2 separate regions of the Mus musculus genome follow, and region 2 is linked to region 1. The links are chromatin contacts, called in public ChIA-PET maps. All regions are on one chromosome and are shown on one strand. Each heading gives the region's core, a stretch centred on a gene start, on an enhancer-like site or on the middle of the called end of the contact. The rest is flanking DNA. Distances are from core to core; before and after follow the strand shown. Region 1 has its middle 45 kb from the start of Gm50287. Region 2 overlaps Gfra1 (glial cell line derived neurotrophic factor family receptor alpha 1).

The links. ChIA-PET counts read pairs in DNA pulled down with a chosen protein or histone mark.
Region 2: an RNA polymerase II ChIA-PET map of memory CD8 T cells shows a contact between it and region 1, with 32 read pairs. The contact joins two enhancer-like sites. A contact is called at or near these places in 1 of 15 datasets of contacts at CTCF or cohesin (the NIH/3T3 cell line), 2 of 484 Hi-C or Micro-C datasets (embryonic stem cells and granulocyte-monocyte progenitors) and 1 of 115 datasets of contacts at active chromatin or transcription factors (memory CD8 T cells).

Annotation. Positions count from the first base shown.
Region 1 is chr19:58,141,595-58,148,885 of GRCm38.p6, reverse strand. No RefSeq gene overlaps it. Among named protein-coding and RNA genes, the nearest start is that of Gm50287, 45 kb to the right of the region's middle. Within about 2 kb of position 4,880, at least 65 of the 459 cell types and tissues checked have an H3K27ac peak or open chromatin away from gene starts, as enhancers often do. A contact at or near this core is called in memory CD8 T cells, where this site is marked.
Region 2 is chr19:58,236,247-58,243,238 of GRCm38.p6, reverse strand. Gfra1 (glial cell line derived neurotrophic factor family receptor alpha 1) reads left to right here. Exons shown (of 11, transcript NM_010279.3): 10 at 3,932-3,985; 11 at 4,693-6,992. The coding sequence ends at 4,848. Among named protein-coding and RNA genes, the nearest start is that of Gm41875, 7.2 kb to the right of the region's middle. Within about 2 kb of position 4,723, at least 12 of the 459 cell types and tissues checked have an H3K27ac peak or open chromatin away from gene starts, as enhancers often do. A contact at or near this core is called in memory CD8 T cells, where this site is marked.

The DNA of each region.
Region 1 (7,291 bases), core at 3,631-6,130:
TCAATGGCTTTGAAGGAGAAATGTACAATTTATCCAGCCTAAGACAGAGGGAGCCTGGAAAGCACAGAGTTGGTTTTCTAACCACATCTTCTTTTTATCCGTTTACCTTAGGAGCACCAGAAATGAAGGCAAGGTGGGGGTGGGGTAAGGTGTCAAGTTCCCATTGCCACTCACTCTTTGTGCCATGGGATAAGATGCTGCTGCCGCCCAGAACTTGCAAGCATGAAGAGAATCTCTGTTCCAAGCTTCCTAGGGTCTGTTTGTTTTTTTTTTTTTTAAATAGCTCAATGAGAATATTATTTTAACTATTTGAAGAGGCCTTGAGAAAATCCCATCTGTGAATTTCATTGAAAACAGCAAGTGCTAACATCATTGGCTTTGAACTTGTGCCATGGAAGGTCATGAACTACTACTTAAGGTTATTAGATCCTAGTGGCCACCGTAACACATGACTACCAAATAAATGGTTTTTCACAACAGATATGAGTTCTTATTTGACACCTTCGAAGGCCACAGTGTAGTGAGAACCAAGGGGCAGTCAGCATGCTGTTTGCGAGGTCAGTTTCATGCTGGAGATGATAGGGAAGGATCCAGGTCCCTTAAGAACTTGCCCTGTGGGGACAGCAAAGGAATGAAGTAAGAACAAACAGAACAACAGACAGACACACACACACAAACACAGGAAAACAGGGATCATGTGGACCCTGTCCACTCCAGTAGCCTCAGTGTATTTTTTATGGACAGCAGCACAGCGGGTTGGCTTTGCTCAGCAGGCGGTCTCTGTAGGCAGCAGTCTCAAGGTATAAGCACCCAGGCTGCAAGTTCACCAGGATTGTACATAGTGCCAACATTTACCCAGGCCACTGGAAGGCTTTCCCATCCCTCTGAGGCTGACACATACAGAGAAGGCTTTGCCATTCCTATGGATCTGACACACTGGGTCTCAGACATAGCCGTTCCCATGTCAATAGTACACACTCTCTCAGGGTTTCCTTAGGCCCCCAGGAGTTTCCAGTAGTAGGATGCATTCAGTGTCTTATGAGAACATCTAAAGCTCTTCTCAACCTGTGGGTTGAGACCCTTCAGTGGTCCAACAACCTTTCCCAGGGGTCACCTGAGACCATCTGCATATCGGATGCTTATGTTATGGTTCCTAACAGTAGTAAAGTTACAGGTATGAAGTAGCAACCATAAAAGTACGGTTGGGGTTCACCTCGACATGGGGAACTGTATTAAAGGGTCACAGCGTTAGGAAGTTTGAGAACCACTGATCTAAAGAAAAGGCCAGATGGTCTCTTCCTTCATTTATTTGTATAAAGTCATGTGAGCAGGTGAAACCTTGCATCAAGGCAGTCATCCTGTGAACAAGAACAAACGTGAGAATCAAAGAAGCAGGGTTCCGATAACCCAAGACTCCTTATGGCAGAATTTTAAAAACTTACACCTTTTTGCGTGTTTATTTGTGTGTGTGTGTGTGTGTGTGTGTGTGTGTGTGTGTGTGTGTATGGTACGCCATGGTATATGTGTGTGGAGGTGAGAGTGTAACTTGCAGGAGTTGGTCTTTCTGTTTTGTATGTCCTGGGGATTGAACTCAAAGAGTCAGGCTTGGTGGAACCATCTTTATCCATTGAGACATTTCAACATTCCACGTTTTTGTTGTTGTTGTTGTTTGTTTTGTTTTGTTGCTGTTGTTAAGTGACCTCTAAATTCCTTACGATTATTCCTCTGTTGCTCAGGATTTCCAATGTTGACAGCTAAATACACCCTAAATAATGAAACAGAACAGAGGTAAGGGACAGGCAGCTGTAGTTTAGGTGCAATACCAGAAGTATCTGAGGACCCACCAGCCCTTCACAGTGAGGAGATGCCCATCTGAAGCCATGTGAGCTGCTTCACTGTTGTGTTAACTCTGTGATGCAGGGGAGGTAGCAAGATTAACATACATAGGGAAAAACCAAACCAAACCAAACCAAACCAAACCAAACCAAACCAAACCAAACTGAAAAACAAACACCAGGAGCCTTACCCACCTGGCTTCATGCAGCAAGCAGAGATGTTCTATGAAAGGCTGTGCTCCTGAGTGGGAGGGAAGATACATGGTAAGTGACTCTATCTATAAAGATGTACCACGTGTCTCTCCTGAGCACTGGTCTACACCCATCCTCAAGATTGTCTTTCTCTTACGTAAAATGAACTGTCTTTGTTTCTGTCACTAACTAGGTGCCCCTGGTACAATCTTTGTCTGGAGACCCAAGAACCTGGAAACTTTAGATGGCACCACACGGCTCTGATCTGTGCTTATAGCAACAGTGGGCCTGCACTTCTCATCCCCGGCTTTGTGACAGCCTGCAAATGTCCTTAATCATCTTTATACTCCACAGACTCAAGTCTCTTTAAGAAGAATTGATTAAATGCTATCACAGGGATTCGGCTTCAACTGCTCTGGTTGGAGTGCTGGGGCACATGGCTCAGGTGTGCAGTCCCTCCTCTTACAGACACGATGTTCCCCCTTTGCAGCCAGAGTACTTCACGCCAGTTACACCACAGGTCTGAAGGAGCCTTGCCAAGTGAAGGGGGCTCCTTGGCTCCCTGTACTGCTGCTACCATCAGCCACAGGATTAATTATTCCTCTGGGCGACTTTAGCTGTTCTAAAGAAAATCCCAGGCAAACAGAACACACCTATTCTTCTTCTAGAAATGTTTGTTTGAATTCCCTCACTCATATCAGACTTAATTATGCAATAACTTAGCAATACCCAGACATCTGCCATTTCTGAGCATATCTGAAAGGCAAAGATTGCAATGCCTTGTGTGGTCTCAGGAGCAGCAGGGATCTTCTCTGGGCTGATGGGGGCAAGTATGGAGGATAAAAAAGGGGGTGGGTACCCCTCCATGTGGATGATGGAGAATTCAAAGTATGTCAAATGGCTGAAGGTAAGATCTTGGCTCATTTCACAATCTAGACTTTAGGGACTATGCTGATTTTCACATAAATAATTCCTGGAGAAGTCACTTCCCATTGGGCCGTGGTTAAAGCATGCCTGCAGCACTGATCTGCTCTATGACTTTTAATCTGGATGGCTACTAATTTGTCTGACAACTCCCCTACCAGCCTCGCTGCCCTCCTGTTCTCTGAGTCAGCATGCTGGCTCTTGGCGGCGCCTACATCATACAGAGCTGTCACCACCATCAAACAGCAGGCCCTCAGGGCTCATGCTCACCAGTAAAGCAATAAGCACTTGTTGGAGTGTTAGCGAGGCCCCGTTGCAGCACCGGTAAATTAATTTTAGAGATGTATCTAGGTCAATGTATCTGTGCACCGCATACAAACACATCAGCCAGTTACCTGTGTTTGCGAATTTGTAAAAGGTTAAAGCCTTCCCTGGTAGTGACTTACCCTTTAGCTAAGTCCCAGATGGAAAAAAAATGGTTACATTCTGCTTCATGGTAACAACTGCAAGATCCACCACACACACACACACACACACACACAGAGAGAGAGAGAGAGAGAGAGAGAGAGAGAGAGAGAGAGAGAGAGAGATTCTGAGAGCTGGACACCACAAACATAGTTAATAATAGTTTTAGGAGCCAGAGTTTAAAAGGCATTAGCATTCCCGACTCCACACCCCATATAACTAGCAGGGCTGATTCAGGATCTTTGATGACCAATAATCCATGAATTTTCTACATCTACTTCTCTATTCTAAGTAAAGAATGTATTTCATAAGGTTCTTTTAGAGGTTAAAACAGCATAGTGAAACAGTTAAACAAAGTTATCCTGATGGCTGGAAGTTAAGCCCCACTAAGAAATAAAGTAAAAACCCAGGATATGGGGAGCTGCAAACGAAATACATTTGATGTGTCTATGAGATTTCTCTGTTAGGAAGGAAGGCGGCAACACAGAGCGTCTGCTTCACTCTCTGTTGGTATGCTGTGCGGCCCACCTCAGTGCCATTGAGAGGGTCCCAAGTACAGACTGAAGCCTTGTGAATGTGGCAGTGTCTTTAGCTGAAGCGAGCTGACAGGTTTTATTCAGCTCATGAGAGTTGCTCTTATGGATATGGGAGGCCAAGTCAGACAAGCACAATACCATCATCACTAGGTATAGACCCAGGCAGATGGAGCTACCTACACCCTGAATCCTACACAGAGATAAGCCAGGCCTGGTGACAAGTACCAGTAATTCTAGAGCTGGGAATACCAGACAAGCAGACGTTTAGCACTCAATGGCCAGCAAGCCTAGCCTACTTGGCGAATTCCAGCGAGAAGCCAGTATGGGTGTGTCTACAAATAATATGGTGGAAGGTGACTGAGGAAGACACCCAACGTTGACCTCTAGCATTCACGTACCTGAGCACATGCTTAGGCACATACACACACACACACACACACACACACACACACACACACACATACACACACACACACACGAGAGAGATAGGGGGGGAGAGGGGAGAGGGGAGGGGGAGGGAGAGGGAGGGAGAGGGGGAGGGAGAGGGAGAGGAGGAGGGAGAGGGAGGGGAGAGAGCGCTAGCTGACTACCATGTTCTCTGGCATCATGGGATCTGCCTAAAGAATAGGCGCTCAGATAGTGTTTGTATTGCCTTGCCAGTAATCCAGAAGGCAACCTGTACCTCTCCCAGCAGCCTGTGGTATGATGTGATGTGGTGCAAATGTCCCGAGGCACCCACGATACACTGGGGCTTTGCTCCTCCAAAGCTGAGAGATGAGGTAAGGCAACTGGACCATCTATGCTTAACAACATGATGTAGGCAGAGTAGTAAAGCAGATAGAGGGTCTCTGCAACAGTTCCATCCCCCGTGAACTTCTGCTCTGCGTTGAGCTCCGAGTCTAGAGATGTGTAAGTCCCAGCTGAGCAGGATATGAACAGTGTGACCACATCCTGTTAGTGTGGGACTTGTAATTGCCAGAGCTGCTTTCTACTCTGTCACTTGCTCAATGATCCAATGAGATTAGATCTGATGTTACTGCTGATAACCATTGTGATGAAGCAGGCTGGGCATCTGGACATCTTAGGGTTGCTTGGAGCTGAAGAATTGAGCTTGTCCCCTTGTTATGGGGGAGCCAGGACTAGTGAAAAAGACTAAAAATGGCCCCCACAGGCTCGTACATTTGAGTGCTTGGTCCCTGGTTGGTGGAACTGCTTGGGAAGAACTAGAATGATTGGTTTGTCTGAAGAGGTGTGTCAATTGGGTGGGCTTGAAGGTTGCAAAAGCAGATGTCATTTCCAATTCTCTCCCTCTCCCTCTCCCTCTCCCTCTCCCTCTCCCTCTCCCTCTCCCTCTCCCTCTCCCTCTCCCTCTCCCTCTCCCTCTCCCTCTCCCTCTCCCTCTCCCTCTCCCTCTCCCTCTCCCTCTCCCTCTCCCTCTCCCTCTCTCTCTCTCTCTCTCTCCCCTCCCTTCAACTTGTGGATAAGACAGAAGTAAGCTCTAAGCTACTGCTCCAGGACCATGCCTGCCTCCTGCCATACTCCCTGCCGTGGCTGTTGTGGACTCACCCTCTGAAATGTAAGCAAGTCCCCAATTAAATGTTTTCATTATTAGCTGCTTTGATCATGATGTGTCTTCACAGCAATGGAAAAGTAACAAAAACATTACTTATTAAGTATGGGAAAGTATGACTTTGACTGAAACTGTCCCTGTCATTGGGACATCTACTTAGAGGACAGTGGCCAAAGTTGATGACATTTTCCTTCCATAGTGTGAAAGGTCTGTTTGGCAAGCATTTCATATCTGCCTCTTGGTTGCCATGCAAGCTTAGGCTTCTCTTAGTGAGAATTTTGGTTTCTTTAAAAACACAGAAATATTATAAGAATGTGTTTTCATTTTAAATCCAGGTGTGGGCTATGGAGCTGCTTCAGATTACCCATAGCAGTTGACTCTGATTTGCCTCGTGCTCTAGCAGGGGTGTGGTTTTGCCAGCCAGCTGCAGATAGTTTCTGAGATTGTCAAGTTTGGAATTCTGGGGACTTTTCACAGTATATATAAATGCTAGGGCCCTGATAGAAGGGACTGTTGGCCAGTTGGTGGTTGGTTGCAGTTGGTTGCAGTTTGTTAAGTAGCCATGCACAAAGAAGAAACAACAAGGAGAAATTAGATATCCTGATGGTGAAGATCTAACTTGCTCCTAGGAATTCAATGCTCCTAATCAGCAGGAAGTAGTCTGTCAATATCGAAACCCTCTTTCTGTTCTATCCTTTTTCCTTTCCTGCCTACTGTTAGGGGGTTGAAAGGGTGGAAGAAGGGGGTAGAGAAGGGTGGAAGAAAAAAAGAACCCACCAAGTACTCAAAAATAGCCTCAAATTAGAAGGCAATAGCATTTGCCAGGACAAAAGCAAGTCCTAATGGAACTTATCCCAGGGGGTGTAGTGACTACACAGCTAAGAGCTGCCAGGACCAGTTCATGTCCCCCAAGGCCATTATGTCACATGACCAGGAATGGCTGGGTGAAGTGCATCAGCTGTGTTATGAATGGACTCCATTTTTTGGAAGATCAACGTAGGCAGCATAAAGGAAGGAAATACCTGGGTAAAGTTCTCCAAAGTTGTTTCTTGTCCGTTTTGAGAACAGCAGCTTGTGTTCCCTCATCCACCATTCAGAGGCTACACATCAATGTATGGAAGTAAATGGGCCCACACTGTTGTGTGTGTAGTTGATGCTTCAGGCTGGTCAGTCAGCACAGTGAAAGGTGAACTTCTGTTGCCCTAAATAAAGAATTAACCAGGGCCTTTATCAAAACCACAGAGCCCCACACTACTCTACCTGATTTAGGAACAGTTGGCTTCTGGCGTGCCTCATTAGCACAGGCAGACCATGACATGTGTCCTTGTAAAAGTTTATTTTCAAACATTTATAACTCCTGCAGAGACCTTCAGGTGGGTATTTATCAATTAAAATTTAGGTAACAGTGAGGTGTGACAGCTCATGGCTATAAGCTCAGGAGTCAGTCTGTGTTCTATGAGATCCTGTGTCAAAAAAAAAAAAGGAATAAACAAACACATAAAAATAAAAAGCACAGGCATTAATACTGTCCATGTTACCCAGTCTACCTTCTAGGCCCCGCCCACCAAAGCCAGAAAACCACCTTGGAGGCCACAATCTTGTGGGACCTGGAGACTCTACTCTGTGGTCTGTTCAGAGTTGCAGAGTATCTGGTGCTGCGTTTCAGTCATAGCTCCTCCATCCCAAGTTGCTCCTAAGGAGTCCCCAGTTGGGACGCCCTATCCCTCACCGTCCAATATCGTCTTAGGACTTGTCAACATGAAAATTCT
Region 2 (6,992 bases), core at 3,474-5,973, 95 kb before region 1:
TGTGTGTATGATATTTGGTGTGTGTGTGTGTTTGTGTGTGTGTGTTTGTGTGTGTGTGTTTGTGTGTATAAGTACTCGGCAATCACTCAACAGTTGTTGAGATGTGTGATTCCCTGCCACTTTACATTTGAATTTATCATAACTGATAGCAAGACTGATTGTTTAATGACCTTTTAAAAAACATTCAGGATGAAAATCAACCAAGCAGAAATAACAGGTTGTTCCTGGGGCTTGTAGAACGGGCTTTAAGACCCAGATTTTCTCCAGGAGGCTCTGGGTCTGTAGTAGCATGTTTCTGATCCTTAGAGGTCACTGGGACTCATGCTGAATACAAGATTCCTAAGCTCGAAGCCAGCCACCGTTCACACCTATGAGCCTCCTTCTGCTCCTCTGCCTGCTGATCACACTTGATCTGTAGCTAATTCCAGGAGCTGCATGGACCCTTTGGCCTGTATCTTCTCAGTCAGGGATTTAAAACATCTCCCATCTGTGTACAGTCCTTTGATTTTTATTACTCAGGGCCACACACTTTACATTGTCCCCTGCTGGATTCGGGTAGATCCTGCAAGACGTCTGTGTTCACCCTATTCACACTCCTGGTGACATCCACAGTACCAGTTTTGTCTATAGGAAGCTTGCTAAGTGTATTCTGAAAGCGGGATTTATAGATTTGCCCTGGCCTGTGGAAAGCCAGGCCTCTTAGTGTGGGCACTGGGAAGGCTACCATGGGAAACCTCTTTAAGTTGGGCAGCATATTCTCACTTGGATTCGGCATTTTGTGTAGTTATGCCCACCAGGATGGCCCTACAGGCTACAGGTTAACTGTTAGAGGTTCATACGATGCTGTTTGGGGAACAGAAGCCCCCAGGTGATACAACCTTGGGGATGCTCTGAGTGTATTTTCCAGAGCCAGTAAATAATCACTGCATCCATTCTTGAGCTGGCAGTTTAGGTGTGGACGTGTTGACCTCCTGGAGAGTTTAGAAACATTTTATTTAGTGTGGGTCCTCAGTGATGGGCCATAGAAGTCTAGCCATATGAATGGGAAACCATGAGGACACCTGGGAAGACAGCAGCCCTTTCTGGTTAGCTACTGGAAGTCCCATCGTAATTATTTAACCAGGGGAACAGTCTCCTCGAGCTGTACCAGGTTCTGTGGTGACAGGGATTCAGTGACGGAACCAAACAAGTGCACTGAGCAAATCCCAGGCTCACTGGTGCTTGTCAGGTGACGGGGAGAGTCAGGCACCCAGCTGTGAACTCTTGGGGGCTGCAACGGTCCCCTGAGGTGCTGCTGCTTTCCTGTGACCACACTACAAAAAAATAAATAAATAAAATAAAAAGCTTAAGGCCACACTGTATCATGGCACAGAGGTCCTTCTGCATCCCCAAACCAGTCAGTGAATGGATTACTTAGCTATGCATAGTCCCTCGGTGGGGATTTTGTTTTTGTAGCTCAAGGCCTAGTGAAGAAAGGGCAGAGTGGAATGATACAGGGCCATTTGGGTGTCTGGGCACAATTCCAGACTTGACTAGGAATAAAACGTGGTGCTCTACACATTATTCTCCGCAGGTAGCGGAGCAGCGGATCGGGGCTTCCTATTATTATAGATTAAAAGTAGGCTTTTGAGTAAGTGTAATTCCGCTTCCAATTTCCCCTCTGATCTTCTTATACATAACATTTAGTGACCTTTGAGCAGCCGGGGATGCTTCACAGTGTCTTGTTCCCGAAGCCTGCTTAAAGGTTTCTACTTCATATTCACTGCTGGCATATGCAAATATAGGTAAAGATTATGATGCTTTCCCAGTAGCATTATGGTCAACAAATTACTCCTCCGGTGAGCCTGCTGTCGTTTTAGCCTCGAATATCTTCCATGAGTCACAGTGGCTCATAGGCAGCCTGCTAATGAATGTCATGCCCTTAGAGCTGGTCGCTCAGGTATCCCGTCAATGCAAAGGTGATGACTGTTTGCCAGGGCTTGCCCTCCTGATAAACAAGCTCCCCATTGGTGTCAAAGGCTACTGTTAGGGTTGAGGGTGGGCGTCATGGGAAGTGGTCTTGTGTGGATTTTCGGGAGGACAGTGTTGGTATTCTGTCTGGGCTCCACCCCCACAGTTACCTGGCAACAGCCAGGTTTGCTCCTCCCCACAGTTACCTGGCAACAACCAGTTAGGCCTGGCCCACTATAAAAGGGGCTCTCTTACTCCTGATTTTCTCCCTTGCCTCTTGCTCCTCCTCCCCATTCCCTTCTCCCCTCTTTCCACATGGTCATGGCCAGCCTCTACTTCTCTCCTCTCTCCTTCTCTCTGCCTTTCTCTCTGTCTCTACTACTCTCTTAACTTCCCCTCCCCATGCCCTAAATAAACTCTAGTTTATGCTATACCGTCATGTGGCTGGTCCCTCAGGGGAAAGGGATGCCTTGGCATGGGCCCGCTGAGACATCCTCTTCCCCCATACCTCACCACACCCCCATAGAACATACCCTTATATCCCTTTATCTTTTCATAATCACAACAGGCAGAGACTGAAAAACGACTTTGACCCACAAGCACATCAGCCGTTTTAACTTCTCTGGGCTTAACTTGTCCATGTTTGTAAAACAAGTGTTGTACTGACTGGGTAGCTTTCAAAGTCTGTTCTTTGTAATTGTCCGAGTATTGGAAATGCCCCTTCCACTTCATCCTCAGGCATAAGCCCAATGGCAGAGTTGATCCAGCTAAGAAGAAAAGAGCTTTAGGCCTTCACTGCTCAGCTTCTAGCAACTATCTTGGAGTCAGTTTTTTAATTTTGGGGTATCTTAGTTATTGTTACATTTTGCTCTGAAGAGCCAACATGTCCAAAGGGAGACAGCTATGGCACTGGAGCAGTGGCTGAAAACTCTACATCCTGATCTGCAGACACACAGAGAGAAACAGACAATAGACACACACACACAAACACACACACACACACACACACACACACAGAGACAGATAGACAGACAGACAGACAGAGACAGAGACAGACAGTGAGAGACACAGAGTCAGAGAGTTCTTGTGTGGGCTTTTGAAACCTCAAAACCCACCTCTACTGACACACCTCCTCCAACAAGGCCACACCACCTAATCCTTCCTAAACAGTTCACCATCTAGGAACCAAACTTTAGACTGTGGAGGCCATTCTTACTCAAACCACCACAGGGTCTGTAGGGCTCTATGCTTCCTGGAGGGTATCCATCTGAGAGTCTCTCCGTGTGCTCTGACTCCAAACATGGAATATTTTGCCAGGAAACAAGAAGCCCCATGAGCCCAGGGACTGAGTTCTTTCAGTTTCCCTGCCCCCATACCCACCGTTAGGAACCATTAAGAGCTCCTCGCTGGCTGTTTGTTGACTGGGGTGGGGCATTGACAAATCAGCAAAGGAATGGGTTTCCGGGGGTCTCTACATACTAATACGCAGGCATGTCTGTTGTGATGTTTGAAAGTAGCACTTTCCCCAAATTAACACCCAGAAAGATAAATGAGTCACCCCTTCAAAGCTCTTTCTTCAGTGTCCTGCCCCTTCCTGTACCATCCCTGAGACAGCTACCAGTGACAGGTAGCTGCTGAGCTCTGAATTAGGGCATCCCTGAACAGAGACCTGCAGGGTCAGAGAGTGTATTTTGAAGACCTGAGAAGAAAGAATGCCAAATATCTCATTAATTTCTTATATTGATTCCATGTTCAAATGATAATACAGTTGGTTAAATAAAATATATAATTAAAATTAACCTTATCTGCTACCTCTTTATTAGGCAGCCACTTGAATGTTGTAAATTACAGTTGGGGCTCACAGTTGGGGCTCCTATATTTATCATCTGGCCCTGCCCTAGACTGTTGATTAATGGATCATAATTAATTACTCTTCCCTATTATGTCTGAGTGCTTTTTTTCCTCCTTTGTCTCTCTCCAGGCACAGAAGCTGAAATCCAATGTATCGGGCAGTACACATCTCTGTCTTTCTGATGTAAGTGACATTTCTTTTTGTGTTTCTTTATAGGGACATAGGCTTTGGAAATGGGTATATAATATATAATATTTGAAGACCAATAGTGTCTTGGATCCAGAAAAGTTCTCATCAGCCTCTGTATTGACTACCTTTGAATTAAGATTCACTGCAAAGTCAGAACTAAAGTCAGCCTCAGCTCTAAGCCCATTGTTCCATGCTAGGAAACTCTGAGATCCTATGAAACCTCTTGTGGGTTGGCTAGGGATTCAGAAAAAAGGCTCTGGCAACCATCTGTCCTTGACATTCATTTTGATCCACCTGTGTCTCCATGGGCTACACTTCCCCAGACTCGTCTTCCTGCTTTCCTTGCCCAGTGGGGGGAGAGTCAGAAGGAAGCCAGGAGGTAATAGCTATTAGGTGGTCTAGAAAAAGACATAAAGGCAGTGACCCCTGGGTTTAAACATTTCCCATCAGAAAGAATGTATCACAGATCAAACAGCAAACATTGGCTAGCAGTTGATCCAAAGGATCCATCCACATCTTACGAACGTTCATGGTCCCATCTCAGAACTAAAAGTTAGCCAGTTCAGTCTCAGTGGTTAACACTCAGGCCAGCTTGTTGGGAAGGAGCTATCAGGGAAGTAGGGTTAGAGAACACGGGTAAAATCCAACCTGAGGAAGTGGGCATGTGCTGTGGGTGATAATGAAAACATTGTTTCTTACAGAATGATTACGGAAAGGATGGTCTCGCTGGTGCCTCCAGCCACATAACCACAAAATCAATGGCTGCTCCTCCCAGCTGCGGTCTGAGCTCACTGCCGGTGATGGTGTTCACCGCTCTGGCTGCCCTGTTGTCTGTATCATTGGCAGAAACATCGTAGCTGCATCCAGTATGAAAAGACAAAAGAAAACCAAGTATTCTGTCCCCTGTCCTCTTGTATATCTGAAAATCCAGTTTTAAAAGCTCGGTTGAGAAGCAGTTTCACCCAGCGGGAACTCCTTTGTTGTTTTTAAGAAAGCTTTTTGCCGCCCTCACAGGCTTCTGTTGAAGAACTGCTACAGGGCTAATTCCAAACTCAGAAAACTCTGGGGCATGGTGTGGCTTCAGGGGACTGTTTGTAACCTGGACTGTAAAGCAAGCTGAGCTTATGTTTTTGATGGTGATGGTGGTGGTGATGATGAAGATGATAGTTTTAACAGCTTGAACCCTGTTCTCTCTACTGGCTAGGAGGAGGAGATGCTATTGATAGAGATTCTTCCGGATCTTATTTAATAGCGTTGGATTCTAAAGACATGACTGCAGCCTAGTGTGGATGGATGACAATTGGGGGTTGGCCTCAAGAGTGGACTTTGCAGACTCTATCTTGTACTAACGTTCACCGTTCTATGTATGCTCTCCACAGAGTGTTTATGTGATCCCCAACAAAACAAAAAAGTCCCTGGTCACATCCAGATGTAGAAGCTACCATTTAGCCCAGTAGAGGAGAGTGGGTGTGGTCCTTGCACAGCACCCGGGATTGTTCACTGGTGCGCTCTCCTGAGCTTTGCTTGAGTGAGAAGCTGAATGTAGCTGAAGATCAACTCTTACCACTTCTTACACTTACGAGGTCACATGTAGAACAAGCATTACCAACTGTCAGCTCTCCAACTGTTAGCTTTCTACATTTTGAAGGCAGCGATACCGGTCCCATGTTTTAATGATGGTTTAATACACACAGCCCTTGCCCCTCATCAGTAATACTAGCTCCAGCATCAACTTCATGCATATGGCTCTCATTAAAAGCAGGCCCCCAAGAAGCCCAGTGCTTTAGCAGAAAGCCACATCACATTTCTGTGGACAGGCAGGATGAAATAGAGCAGCCAGCCCATGTCTCATCTGTCTTGAGATCAAGGCTGCCTATATGTAAGGAATGGTTAGATACTTGTAAAGGGTGCCACAGTAGACAGCGCTTCTGGCAGTTGATATAGCCCCAGTACATGGGTTTTCATGTTGTCTGGCAGAGACAGCTTGGATTAGGACTGGCTGGGATGGAGATATGCTGCCCTCTCTTTCACAGTTGAGTCCTGCCAGGGCACATGGAAGTTTCTTTGCTTTTGACCACAACTTAGAACAGTTTGGATTCAAGGTCACCAAGTATCTCCTGTATTTTGCTCTGTGTCCTTCATGACAGACTGTCACACACAAAAGGAATGGTAGGTTATGGATCTAGAGGGCCAGCACAGGGTCTGGGAAGGTGAACTGAATGGCACAAGTACACAGAGCAGGAGGGGACGCTCGAGAAAAGACACACACACCATCTCCTGGAGCCCTCCTCCTTGCCTGGGCAGACCCTTAGGCATATATCTAAAGACTGCTTTACATGGTCAGGCTCAGAATTTGTTAATGGTTGCGTACTGGCAACCATGTTTCCTGCAAAGTGAATAAGGGGGGGGGGGGAGAATCTTCCTTCCCTTGAGCCCTAGAAGTATGATCTGGCCCCTCACCCTCCCACAGAGCAGGGAGCCCTGGTGCACGGTCTCCTGATACCCGCTCTGCTCTCTGAGGTTTGCCTTTGGGATAATAAATAACGATTCACCTGGGAGGGACTCCTCTGGTGTCTGAAGTGCATTTATATTGAAATGTTTTTGAATAACAATGTAAAATACTCAGTAGCAACCTCTTTTTCCCCTTCACAATGTTTTTGAGGGGAATGCATCCAACATCCAAGTGTACCTGATCAGTGGGACGTTCCATGAAGACTCATACATTGAATAAACATATTCGATGTGTCGGAACAGAATGGCGGTCATGAATGGGAACATAATCTCTTACTGATCATATTTTCGTTTTAATTAAGATATATACATATATCTCCACTGCACTAATTTCATAAGGGTCTGATTGGATGTGATCCGCCATAGGAGGCTATTGATTACCTCTGCAGTATAATGCAGCTGTCATTAGCTTCAGAGGGTCAGAGAGGAAACAGGAGCCCTGTGCTAACAAGGGGACTTCAGCAAGAACTCGTAGATAGGCAACATACAA